Regions from separate parts of the Callithrix jacchus genome. Here region 1 is linked to region 2. Evidence: chromatin contacts called from public Hi-C data. All regions are on one chromosome and are shown on one strand. The core of a region is the stretch at or near the end of the contact, and the rest is flanking DNA. Distances in the headings are between cores, read along the strand shown.

Region 1 (6,764 bases), core at 2,339-4,838, 910 kb after region 2:
CTGCTAGTATAATTAACTTGGAATGAGGTATATGGAAATATTCTACTATCTCTACAAATTTTCTGTAAATTTAATGAACATTTTAAATGTTTAAAAATAAATGTAAGCCTTTGTTAGTGGAGAGAACATATAGATGAATGCATGTATATACATAACAAGACAGCTAGAATGACATTATAATATACCAACCTTGGTTATTCCTTGAGGGTAGGTATACTTTCTTTCTGGTTATCTGTATTTTTTATGTCATTTATTGCTTGTGTAATAAAAAATAAATGTTTCTGTTTCCTTTTATACATCTCATTTCAACTATTAATACAAGCTATAGAAATAGCACACAATAAAAAAATGTATTTTCTCACAACAGATCCAGAGATCAGGTTAATACTCTCATGCAAAAGTCAGAGCGCTGGGAATGTTTCACTCTCTCTTTCAGCTGCCTGCCTTTAGCACGAAAGCATTGCCCTCAGGTTTGCTCACCCCTGGTCAGAAGATAGATGTCAGCATTAATTATATGGCAGATGCTTTTTGTTTATATACATGGAAGAGGGGGAAACATCTCCTCTAAGCTGCCTAAGAGATTTCGGTCAAGTCAGGTAACTGTACCCACCCCCAACTAGTCATAGTTGAAATCACATATTACAAATGTTCACTGGCTTAAACCAGATTCTCTGAACCAGTCATTATTAATGGAGTATGTAATTACAGGTTAGGCCTAATCAAATTCAACTAGAACCGGTAATAGAGTAACATTCTCCTGATACATGGGTTGCCTGAAGAAGACTGAAACAAACTCCTTCTTATTTGTCTGCAGATGGAATGTGGAGTGGTCACATTATTGACTCCAACTGTTCCAAGTAAATTATAAGAAAAGACACCAATGAGCATGTTTTTATATGTTTATTGGCCTCATATATGTCTTCTTTGGAAAAGTGTCTGTTCATATCCTTCACCCACGTTTGGATAGGTTTGTTTGTTTTTTCTTGTAAATCTGTTGTAGTTCTTTGTAGATTCTGGATATTAGCCCTTTGTCAGATGGGGAGATTGCAAAAATTTTTTCCCAATCTATTGGTTGCCAGTTCACTCTAATGATTGTTTCTTTTGCTGTACAGAAGCTCTGAAGTTTAATTAGATCCTATTTGTCTATTTTGGCTTTTGTTGCCAATGCTTTTTGTGTTTTAGTCATGAAGTCTTTGCCTGTGCCTACATTCTGAATGGTTTTGCCTAGGTTTTCTTCTAGGGTTTTTATGGTGTTAGGTCTTATGTTTAAGTCTTTAATTCATCTGGACTTAATTTTAGTGTAAGGTGTCAGGAAGGGGTCCAGTTTCTGCTTTCTGCACACTGCTAGCCAGTTTTCCCAACACCATTTATTAAACAGGGAATATTTTCGCTATTGCTTGTTTTTGTCATGCTTATCAAAGATCAGATGGTTCTTGATGTGTGGCATTGCCTCAAAGGCCTCTATTCTGTTCCATTGGTCTATATCTCTGTTTTGGTACCAGGACCATGCTGTTTTGATTACTGTAGCCTTGTAGTATAGTTTGAAATCAGGTAGCATGATGCCTCCAGCTTGTTTCTTTTTTGCTTAGGATTGTCTTGGTTATGTGGGCTTTGTTTTGGTTCCATGTGAAGTTTAAGGTGGTTTTTTCCAGTTCTGTGAAAAAGGTCACCAATTATTAGAGCAATGCAAATCAAAACCACATTGAGATACTACCTCATGCCAGTTAGAATGGCAATCATTAAAAAATCTGGAGACAACCAATGCTGGAGAGGATGTGGAGAAATAGGAATACTTTTACACTGCTGGTGAGAGTGCAAATTAGTTAAACCATCATGTAAGACAGTGTGGCAGTTCCTCAAGGATCTAGAAACAGAAATACCATTTGACCCAGCAATCCCATTACTGGATATATACCCAAAGGATTATAAATTGTTCTGTTATAAAGACACATGCACAGGTATGTTCATCACAGCACTGTTTACAATAGCAAAGACCTGGAACCAACCCAAATACCCATTGATGACAGACTGGACCAAGAAAATGTGACACATATACAATGTGGAATACCATGCAGCCATAAAAAATGATGAGTTCATGTCCTTTGTAGGGACATGGATGCATCTGGAAACCATCATTACCAGTAAACTGATGCAAGAACAGAAAATCAAACACTGGATTGAGATATGAGAAAATCTCACTCATATGCAGGTGTGGAACAAAGAGAACACAAGGACACAGGGAGGGGAGCATCACACACTGGGGTCTGTTGGGGGGTGCCAAGGGAGGGACAGAGGGGGGTTGGGAGGTTGGGGAGGGATAACGTGGAGAAATGCCAAGATGTAGTTGATAGGTGGATAGAGGCAGCAAACCATATTGCCATATGTGTACCTATGCAACAATCCTGCATGATCTGCACATGTATCCTAGAACCTAAAGTACAATAAAAAAAAGAAAAAGAAAAAAAGACACCGATTAGCCAGCGCGGTGTCTCATGCCTGTAATCCCAGCACTTTGGGAGGCTGAGATGAGTTTATCACTTGAGGTCAAGAGTTTGACACCAGCCTGGCCAACACAGGTCTTTGAAACCCCGTCTCTACTAGAAATACAAAAATTAGCCAGGCATTGGTGTTGGATGCATGTAAATCCCAGCTACGTGGGAGACTGAGGCAGGAGAATCACTTGAACCCAGGAGGTGGAGGTTGCAGTGAGCCAAGATCGCACCACTGCAATCTAGTCTGGGCGTGACAGAATGAGACTCCCTTGAATTGGGAAATATGAACTAATGGTATAATCGGCAATCAGTAAATCAGTGGTAGATTCACACTCATTTGTTTACATATTGTCCGTGGCTGCTTTCATATTGCACAGTGGCAGAGCTGAGTAGTTATGACAAGCCTTGCAAAGCTAAAATATGTTCTGGTTAGCCCTTTATAGGAACAGCATGCCAACCCCTGACCTAAAGTCAATCATAAACTTTGCTCCCTTTCTTAGTGAAGAAGATCAGCAATCTTCCTGCTCATTTGTCACTTTATTGATGTCTCTCCACCCCATCAACCAATGCGCATCTAATTATCCACCTGGGACTAATAATAGACAAATGGGATTTGCCCCTAGGACAACTCTCCCGGAAGGCTCTGAACAAGATCAAAACATTAATCCAACTTCAAGGCTGAAGTTCCATTGTTCATCCTAAATGACTTCCAACTAGATTTTTCCATAGAGCCTATCAGAATTTCTGCAATGAGGGTATCCCCCAGCTGCCAGCTTTATTCCAGGTGCCTCTGTTTCACATCCACCATTATTGAAAGCATTTTCACTCTGTTGTGTTTTGAGTCCTATATTTTGACACCCCGAAACTGCATTGAGTGAGGGCTCCATCTAGTGACAGAGCGTGCATACTTCCTTTTCAGTTTTGAGTCTGAGGAACTATTTCTATTGCCTCTTAGGAAAATGCTTCGGCTTAAAAAATAGCCTGCCTCCTAAGGAAAGATTCTTTCTTTCTCGTACGTAATTAGCCAATACAGAGCCAAATGAAGACCATGTGGTAGGGATGATACACAAGCCGTGGACAAGCTCTTGAATTCAAGGTCAGCCTCTCCACAATTTCCTTCTTAACTCTGGATGCATGATAATATTTTGGGCAGCACATGCTGGCTAACCAGGTGGTGCCCTACCACATTTGAGCTTAGGGCCTTGTGAATGCTTTTGAAACAGGAAACGTTGATCTAACTATTAATGTATTACAGAGCTATAAAGACTGTCTCTCATTTTTCCATTGCTTTTTCTGATTCCTTACTTCTGTTGCACTAGCTTATTAGGGTCTGAGACCTGCCACCAGCATATGCTGGCATTCTCCTCTCCCTTTAGTAGGTATGCTAGGCATAGTTTAAAATTAAATTCAAACTGAGCATATGTGCCCTCAAGCTGCCTGTGCTGGCTAATGACCTGTACCTTTACTGAGGCCAGTGCAGCTGGCATTAACTGGCTGTACTCTGTGCAATCAGAATCTGCAGTAAACCTCTGTGTGGCTAACAGGTCATTTAAGGCCTGTGAGCTTGCATGTTTGCTGAGATATATTTAGCCTCTACACCATTGCTCGGGACCAGCTTTGATTCCTGTGTGTTCACTGAGGTCTAGCATTTCTACAGAGACAGCCCACTGCCTGCAGATAAGATCACTGTGTACTGCGGTGAATGATGATGTCTGTATCCCGTGTTTATTAAGGTTTAGAAGTGTTCCTCCAGGACATAGCATTTAAAGTAAATCACACTTTCATTTCCAGAACATCTTCCAAAAGTGCAGGATTTGAAACTTTAAGTGTTTATTGCCATATAGTTAGAGACAGGTTGATGATGCCAAAGCACTGATAGGTGTAAATATCTTGCTTGAGTCGACCTTAGAGAGGCTTCTAAAGTGGTTGGAAAGCTTTCAGAATAGTAATGTTAGTCCTGCAATCTTAGATAGATGTGTCTTTTTCGAGTTTAGTCTGATATAAGAACCTAAGTGAATGGCTAAAATGTGTTAAAATTGCCTTTAAAAAATGTTACATGATATATTTTTTCTTTTTCTTTTTCTTTTCTTTCCTTTTGTTTTTTTTGAGACAGAGTTTCACTTTTGTTGCCCGGACTGCAGTGCAATGGTGTGATCTCGGCTGTGCAACATCTACCACTTGGGTTCAAGCAATTCTCCTGCCTCAGCCTCCCAAGTAGCTGGGACTACAGGCGCATGCCACTATGCCCAGCTAATTTTTGTATTTTTAGTAGAGATGGGGTTTTGGGGTTTCACCATGTTGACCAGGAGGGTCTCGATCTCTTGACCTCATGATCTGCTTGCCTCGGCCACCCAAAGTGTTGGGATTGCAGGCGTGAGCCACTGCGCCCATCCCTTTTTTCCCCTCACATTTAGTGTTTGGAGGTTGTAACTGCCGAAGCAGTGTAATGTAGTCACCCAGGTTTCTGTTGCAGTCTATTCTTTAGCGTCTCTTGCAGAATATTACTTGTGATGTGCCTACTTATTATTATTGAATATAAATCTCTTCATAATTCTTTTGAATTAAAAAAGTCTGAAAGAAACTTTCTTAATTTTAGAGATATTAAATAACTGTTCTAAAGTAATACTTTATGAATATTTATGATATTAAATAACTATTCTAAAATAATACTTTATGAACTATTCTAAAATAATACATTTGTTTACCTCAACACCATATATAACCAAAATTTATCAATAATTATTTCTAGGTAGTTTTTCTCAAACTCTCCACAGAATATTTTTAGTATATTTCAGTGAAACAGCTTTTCAGTATTCATGGACGTTGTTTTAATTTCTATAGAACCTTGACTGCTATAAATTTTTATGATTTTATGATGCTATTTAGAATCTAATTAAGATGTATTTTTATAATCTATTGACAAAGTTTAGAATGTCAATTTAAGTTATTAAAAGTTTCCTAACATGGGAAAATAAAAAATACAATCATTCTCCATTATCTTTCTCCAACTATCTACTGGAATTCTACTGAATAAATAAGAGCCCTTTTGAACTCAGCATTTCTCAAACTGAGCATCTGACCTCCCTCTTGCACCCCTAATCTTGCTCCATCCAAAGACTTCTCTATCTCAGTTGTCAGAAACACCAAAATTCCACTTCCTCAAACAAAGCTTGGATCATCCTGGACTCCTCTACTTTTTATACTCCCCACACTGAATTCATTAGGAAGTCTGATTGATGTTACACCAAAAATATATGAAGAATGTGACCACTTATTACCTTCACTGCTTTTACTCCCATCCAGCTTCTTACTGGATTACTGCAGTAGCCTTCTCCCTGGTTTCTCCACTTTCCCCCCTTTCCCTTAAATAGTCTTCTTAATATAGCACCTGGAATGATAACTTTTCTTAAAACATAGAATGGATCCTGTTCCTACTCTGTTTCAAACCTACAAACAGCCCAGCATTTCACTGAAAGTAAAAGCCAAAGTTTTTACAATGTCCAAAGGGCTCCGTATGATGCGTGCTTTCTTCCTCTCTGACTCCTCTTTACTACTCTCTTCCTCCCTACTCTGGGCTCCCCATACCAGCATATTTGCTGTCCCTTGAGTACACCATACACTCAGCTGCCCTGGGACTTTGCACTCATTGCTCCCTCCACCTGGGTGGTCTTCCCCCGACATGTCAGCCTGGCTCACTCTTGATTCATCCCAAGTCTCTGCTCAAGCGTCTTTCTGGTGATTCCCCTTAACAGAGCAACCTGTTCTCTTCTTACTCAGCACCACCAGTCCTTATCTGGCTGTACTTAATCTCTTTTTCCTGTGATGTCTCTAGTATCCATATAACAGGCTTATTTATTATGTTTATTACTTAGTATCTTTCATTTCCTATAATAATATATACAAGGCCTAGGGTCATTGTCTGTTTTGTTTCCAATGTATCATACTCAACACATGGTACATACACAATTACTGAACAAATGAATGATGTAAGTAAGATTTTATATGAATATTTACTTATTTATATAAATACCTATAAATTATTTAAATACGCTTAAAATTATCATGTATGAGTACACAATAAATTCTTTAATTCCTTACTATGGAGCAATAATATGCTTTTAGTTCCCACTATTTTAATCTTTAATGAACAAGCATGTATGTAAATATTTTCGTACTTTCCCATTTATAAAAAAAGTGCTTCGGGTAGTTTTACAATGTCCCAATTAACCATGTGTTATATCTCATTTTAAGAAATTAAAGTATATGTGATAT
Region 2 (6,474 bases), core at 3,042-5,541:
TTTTTATTTTTATATGTGAAAAGTTCAGAATTTAAAATCATTGTCTCAAAATGAAATATAGATTATTTGCATCTAACAATGTAAAGCATCTTGGAATGGGTGAACACTTCACCAAATTTTGGGGGGTTTGTTGTTGTTTTATTTGCTGTGGATATAATTAATATATTTATCTGTTAGTCTGTCATTTTCTGTTACACTGTGCCCAGATATTTCAGATAAACGTTTTTAACTGGGCAGCTGTTTTGATTATATAGTAGCAAAATCAAATGTTTAAATCTCAAGTTTAAAGCAGCAATCTGCTACCTGCTTCAGGAAAAATAACAATTAGTATTTCTCAAGAGTAAGAGCACTTCCTACTGCAGAATGAATGGTCTGTATTTGAACTTTTTAAATATTTTCATTAAAAGTTGTATATATGATTTCCTGGTTTCTGTAAATTCAAATATGGTCACATTCTAACATAAGACTCCAAGTTCAATTTTGGATTGAACTTTTTATGTTTGATCATTTGGAGATAAACTAAAAATGATTTCTATAACTCATTTTGAAACATTAAGCAATGAAACAGCATTTTAAAAGTTCAAAAGAAAAATCTTTATGAAAAATCGAGATGCTAATAGCTTCTTATGTAGTAAAATAAATTTTAAATTTGAATTTACAAAATTTTCAGCAAGAAAAAAAGAAGATGTTTGGTTATTTCAAATTTATTTTTAATGAAAAAAAGTTTCCTATTAGCCATTTGAAAACTATTTCTACCTGATTTCTTTTTTTAGTTACCTGCTGTTAACATCAGTAGTCACAAGAGTTTTTCACTAACTCCTCCAGTTCACTCAATATTGCTTCTTCTGTTTAAATGAAAACATTTTTGTTTTTTTTGTTCTCTTTTTCTTTGCAATAAAACACAAACACACACACATACACAACTTTGCAAGTGATGTGTCAACAGGGAAACGACTAAGTTATTTTGATTATACATTGCCGTTTAATAAGCGACTTGGGATAGAGCTGATTCCGTGACCTGCTCTTCATAGCCTTTTTTTACATCTGCCTCTCCTTTCCTGAATGATTCTAGGACAAGGCCGTCTCCTTCATTACTCCCATTTGTAAGTAAAACCATACCTCCAGCCTAGCTCAAAAGCCAGGCTTGCCCGTCACATTTTATTTTCTTTATGTTTAGAAAAGTTCAGTATAAAATTAGCACATATTAGTTGTAAATAAATAAAAATATGTAAATTGTACTGAAGGATAAAGATGAAAAGGTAAACAAATATTTTTTCTCCTTCCTTTAGATCTTGCTTTTCCTCTGTGCAGTCTGAATCTCTTACAATATTTTCTAGCACATGAAATCCTGTATATAGACAAGTTACTATACATGCATATTTCCTTAATTTTTTTTAACAAAAACTGGGTCATATAAAAAATATTCTTCAGTGACTTTTTTTTTTTTTGCTAACTGTATTTTTAAGATGTTTCTGTGTCAGTACTTACAGAAGTACATCATTTTTTTGGTTGCATAAAATCCTATATTTTAGTTAGACACCAGACTTCTGTTAATACATATTTAAATTGTTTCCTGTATTTCATTATATCAAATAATGCTGCAGTGTAGAAACTTGAATAAACACCTTTGGGATCTTGTGCATTTTCTACGTTTTTATAAATATAATCCGACAGATATTGAAAACACAGCTGGCTTGTTATTATTTAGATTTCATTCATGGCCTGACTACCTCCACAAAGCTTTTAAGACGTCTATGCTTTATATTGTTTAGTGTCTCTGAAAGATACTTACTTTTATCAAAACATGTTGGTTGCCAACAATCAGATTTCAAACCAAAAATTGCCAATTTGTCTAAGTGCGTCTTTACTAGAAAGTAAAAGAATTATTTGTCTTGATAAATCAGGTGGAAAACTCTTAAATGAAAGACTGGAGAAAAAAATTCCCTTGCTGAATTAATCAGAATCACTGACTTTAGATCAAGTTGATGGAATATGAGGTTAACTATTAGACGTTAATGTTTTTGTATATGGCAAGCATTGAGTGGTTAGGTAAAAATGCAGTAGGCAGATACTCTGGAGTATTCTGGAGTAGTTAAAAGCAACAAATGACATGTAGACAAAATATCATGCATATATTATAAGAACACAGTTGAGTGCTTAAAAGTAGCAAGCAATGAATAAAAATCTGTATGAATCAATAACCTTCACTGATTATTCAGTTATAAATCAATAAACTTTAAAATACACATAAAATGTTTCATATTCTAGAAGAATTCATAGAAATTCAAGGATATCAAATATGTTAGCATGGTTCTAGAGGGGAAAACAAATGGAGATTGGGGAATAGGCATAAAAGATCTTTTTTTTTTTGTGACAGAGTCTCACTCTGTCACCCAGGCTAGAGTGCAATGACAGTCTCCTCTGCCTCCCGGGTTCAAGTGAGTCTCCTGCCTCAGCCTCCTGAGTAGCTGGGATTACAGGTGCGTGCCACCACACCTGGCTAATTTTTGTATTTTTAGTAGAGACAGGGTTTCACTATGATGACCGGGCTGATCCTGAACTCCTGACCTCGTGATCCACCCACCTCAGCCTCCCAAAGTGCTGGGATTATAGGCAGGAGCCACTGAGCCCTGCGCTGGCATAAAAGACCTTTAACAAAAAATGAAACACAAAGATAAGATGGTGTTCTTGTGTTTTTGGGGACACTGAAGTGTCGTTTTCTAGAATTAAATGGTTTATTTGCAATGAACACTTTCTAAATTGTCTTGTGATAAGAATGTATTTTTTTTTTCCTGTCAAATTGACATTTGTTGGACTAGGGCAGAAAAGAGTCAATGGAAATATTCCTCAAATGCAGAGATGGGAAGTAGTATCCAGCAACACTCTTGTGGTAGCGAAGGATGATTTATTTTGGAGACAACTACAGTTGAGAGTTACTTGTGTTCTGCATCTATCTGGGACATTGTTCAAGGTGGTTAAACTTCTGGAAATATAAGAGGTACATGAATGTATTACAGCTTTCTTACAAAGAGACCTCAGAGTAAGGGCACAAGCACAGCCCAGGTATCTAACTGTGTGAACCCTCATCCAGACTATCTGAAGAGATGTTCCAAGAGCTGGGAGCTGGGCCTGAGACCGGGTAAAACTGTCTAACAGGCAAGACTGAGAGCCAGGGGGAACTAAAGCCTGCATCTGGAGTGAGTGATAAAAACCAACAGCTAAAACTTGCGTAGCACTTACTATGTATCAGGCACAAGTGTAAACACTTTACACATGATAATTGTTCAGTCTTCACAACACAGGTGTGGTGTTATGAATGAGGAAAATGAGCAACAGAAAAGTTATTTGCTGGAGTTCATCTTGTTATTTAATAGTAAATGGTTGAACTGGGATCGTAATTCAGAAAGACTGCTAGTGTCTATGTTCTTACCTAATATTGCCTCTGAAGATTGGGGAGGGGCTCAAATAATACAACCTGCTTAATGTCGTAGGTTCTAATGGGCTTGCAGAGACATTGTGGAATTAAAACCAAGATGTGCAGGAAAGGCTGGTAGGCTTTGGGTAGTAAGGTCAGAAAAAAGGAGTTGGGAGAAATTCCTCGAGGTGCCCCTCTGTGGAGGCAAGAGTTCTGAGAGCCCTCCAGTCAATGTACGTATTACCACGGTTTCAACCACGGCGTCACTGGAGCCATAGAGTGGATTTCCAAATAATAAGGTCGCCAGTGTGAAGGCAGCCAAATCAGGATTCTGGAAACATGATACTCTTTGTTTTGGTGACGTTGGCAGCCCTCTCTACTTTTCCTTTCTGGATGAATAAAAACCCCAAACATCATGAGCCGGATGTTTGAATGTTTTCAAACCTTGTAATTTTGTAAATTGTCTGTTCCTGGCCCCTTCCCCACACTCCGACCCTAGCTGAATGTCACAGTGTTCTTCCTTTCTGTTGACTTTCGAATGAAGAAAGTGTGGTTTGAGTTTGTTTTCTCAGCAAGGTGATGGCAAAAGGATATTTATGGTGTTGAAGAATTTTAATTTTCTCTCACACAACTAGGATGTATAGTATATTTAAAATCCTCTCCAGGATATCTGCCTTCTGCCCAGATAATAAAATTGATCAGATGTTTTGAGGTTAAATAAACTGTTGTAATAATCTGGCAGCTGCCTGCTGGTTGTGGTTTTCAAAAGCAATTACTCACTCTGGAGTCAACTTTGAACTCTACATTTTAATTGAAAAAGCTAATTGTAGGCTATTGCTCCTGATTTAGCATTTGATTTGGCAGATTAGGAAGTGAAAAGACTTGTGGAGGGGCGGAGAGAGGAAGAGAAAGTAAGCAGGAGTGTTGCTGAGCTCAGATTCCTGTTTATTTGTGAGTGTTTTCACACAGGGTAGATTGTATGCTAACTACAGAAAATGCAGTTGGACTAAGAAGTCTCTGAGGCATTCATCTGAGGCTTGTCTGCAAAATCCTTATTTTTGGCTTATTTGCTCACTCTCTCTCACCCACACATAGAGAGAGTGAGATGCTACATATGTTACTATCTTAGCTGTAATTCAAATCTGAAAAGAATTTGTAAGAATATTATCAGACCATCTTTGAGGAGAAGCTTGTTTCTTAAAATGTTGGAGATACTAATGGACAGAGATGGCTACTGACTTTCACTAAAACACATCTACCAATTTTTACTAAAATTCAGCACAATATAGAAATCATTCATATGAGTGCCCAAAAGAACAAATCAATTAAGATTTGCAATCATTAAGGTTTTGAATTGCAATCATTAAGATTCTGAATAATTAGAAAAAAAGACAGCTACAGTCATATTTTTCCATCCAGGTCAATTATTAGCATCCTCTGACTGGCCAGAAAATAGCTGTTAGAGCCAAGCTAAGAAGAGTGAGAATTTGCATTTCTGCAGTTCTTTTCCTCATTTAAAAGCAAAATCTTTTTTGTACAAATATCCACAGGGATATCTGTAGCCTTCCAATGGTGTCTGCCAGACCTAGGTTAGGTTTACTTAGCACGGATGATATGGTGCATTTTAGAGATACACATTATTTAAATTTTAAAAAATGCATATGTATATGTTTGTGACTTAGAACTTTATGCTCTGAGACCAATTGACAAACTCCACCAGGAATTTCCTGTGAATATAATAAAATGTTGACAGTCCAAATTAGAGCTGAAGTGAAAAGCATAGAGACAGGAATACATTAATTTTATAAGACGTTTTCAAATACTAGTTACATGTCATTTGGAAACCCAGTTTAATTTTAGACTTTTTATGGAATGCAGATTTGGCTCATCACAGTTCTGTTAATGTTTTGTTGACCTCATAAATATAGTTTAATCCCTATGCATCACTTTCTGATCTGTAAGAAGATGATAAACATTCTTCCCACACATTTGCACTCAGCTCCTCTGTTGAAACAATAAGCAGGGTTGCAATACAGGAATTTGATTATGGCTTCAGAATCCAATGTTCTCTTTATCAGCTAAGAGTGGCTGAGATTTATTTGGTGTTTCAGTATCACCAAATTTGAAGATACTATAGTTAATGGAAAAAAAGAAACATTTGTGTTGATATTACAAGAATTATTCTGAAATATGGATATCCATGGAAATGTCAGCTGCCTACTACATCATTTCCAAGAGTCATTTTTGTGATCCTAATATTCATAAAGGCCCTCAAGTAAAAATGACTCATAAAAAGAAAGAGACCTTACAGATAGGAAGACTCTGATTGAAAACATTTACTTCATTCAAAATATATTTTTTGCCTATTTATTTGCTTTATATAGTTTACTCATAGATCTCTACTTTTGGCAAAATTCATCTTTTAGAATGCAGAAAAAAAAGATGACTTGTGTGGTAAGATTTTAAAACTTTTCTTCCTGTGGGAGGGAAAAAAGTTTGAAGAAAAAGTTAAACTTTTTAGATAATATTATTAGTGGCAGAAGTTAGAGACAATGGATTAATGCTTTAGTCATGGGAAATCTTCAGATCTGAAGAAAGGGAAAATAGTTACATAATGGTTTTTAAAAGTGCTGTGAAATTGTTGAGGTAAATAGAATTTTCCCCTTTGATGGTCTTAAAATATAAAGAAGGCATGTTTAAAATGACAGTTATGATGGTATAAGAGACTTCAGAATGCTGGCTCTGGAAAAACAAGGTGGGATTTCATCTCCGTTATATCGCTAATTTTTACCTTGGATAATTACAATATCCTGATAAAGCTGTTTCCTCATCTGTAAGATATCAGTATAATATAATACCTATCTTTTTTGGTTATGATTAAGATTAAATGAATTACTATTAACCGATATAAGATGAAACTACCAAGGTATACTAACTGCTACTTTATTACACAGTATCTTTATTTTTATAAGTAACAATAAACAAGTTTTCTCTAAATTGTCACAAAGGAATTGTAGAAATCAAAACCCAAAGTCACATTTGACATAAAAAAATGAAAC

What was found. A called contact is a pair of places that touch in the nucleus more often than the background predicts.
Region 1: a contact with region 2 is called in a Hi-C map of skeletal muscle, with 5 times the contacts expected there. The contact joins two enhancer-like sites. A contact is called at or near these places in 2 of 3 Hi-C or Micro-C datasets (both in skeletal muscle).

What each region holds. Positions count from the first base shown.
Region 1 is chr11:43,311,538-43,318,301 of calJac240_pri, forward strand. No RefSeq gene overlaps it. Among named protein-coding and RNA genes, the nearest start is that of DGKB, 250 kb to the right of the region's middle. Within about 2 kb of position 3,589, at least 2 of the 16 cell types and tissues checked have an H3K27ac peak or open chromatin away from gene starts, as enhancers often do. A contact at or near this core is called in skeletal muscle, where this site is marked.
Region 2 is chr11:42,404,395-42,410,868 of calJac240_pri, forward strand. No RefSeq gene overlaps it. Among named protein-coding and RNA genes, the nearest start is that of CRPPA, 360 kb to the left of the region's middle. Within about 2 kb of position 4,292, at least 2 of the 16 cell types and tissues checked have an H3K27ac peak or open chromatin away from gene starts, as enhancers often do. A contact at or near this core is called in skeletal muscle, where this site is marked.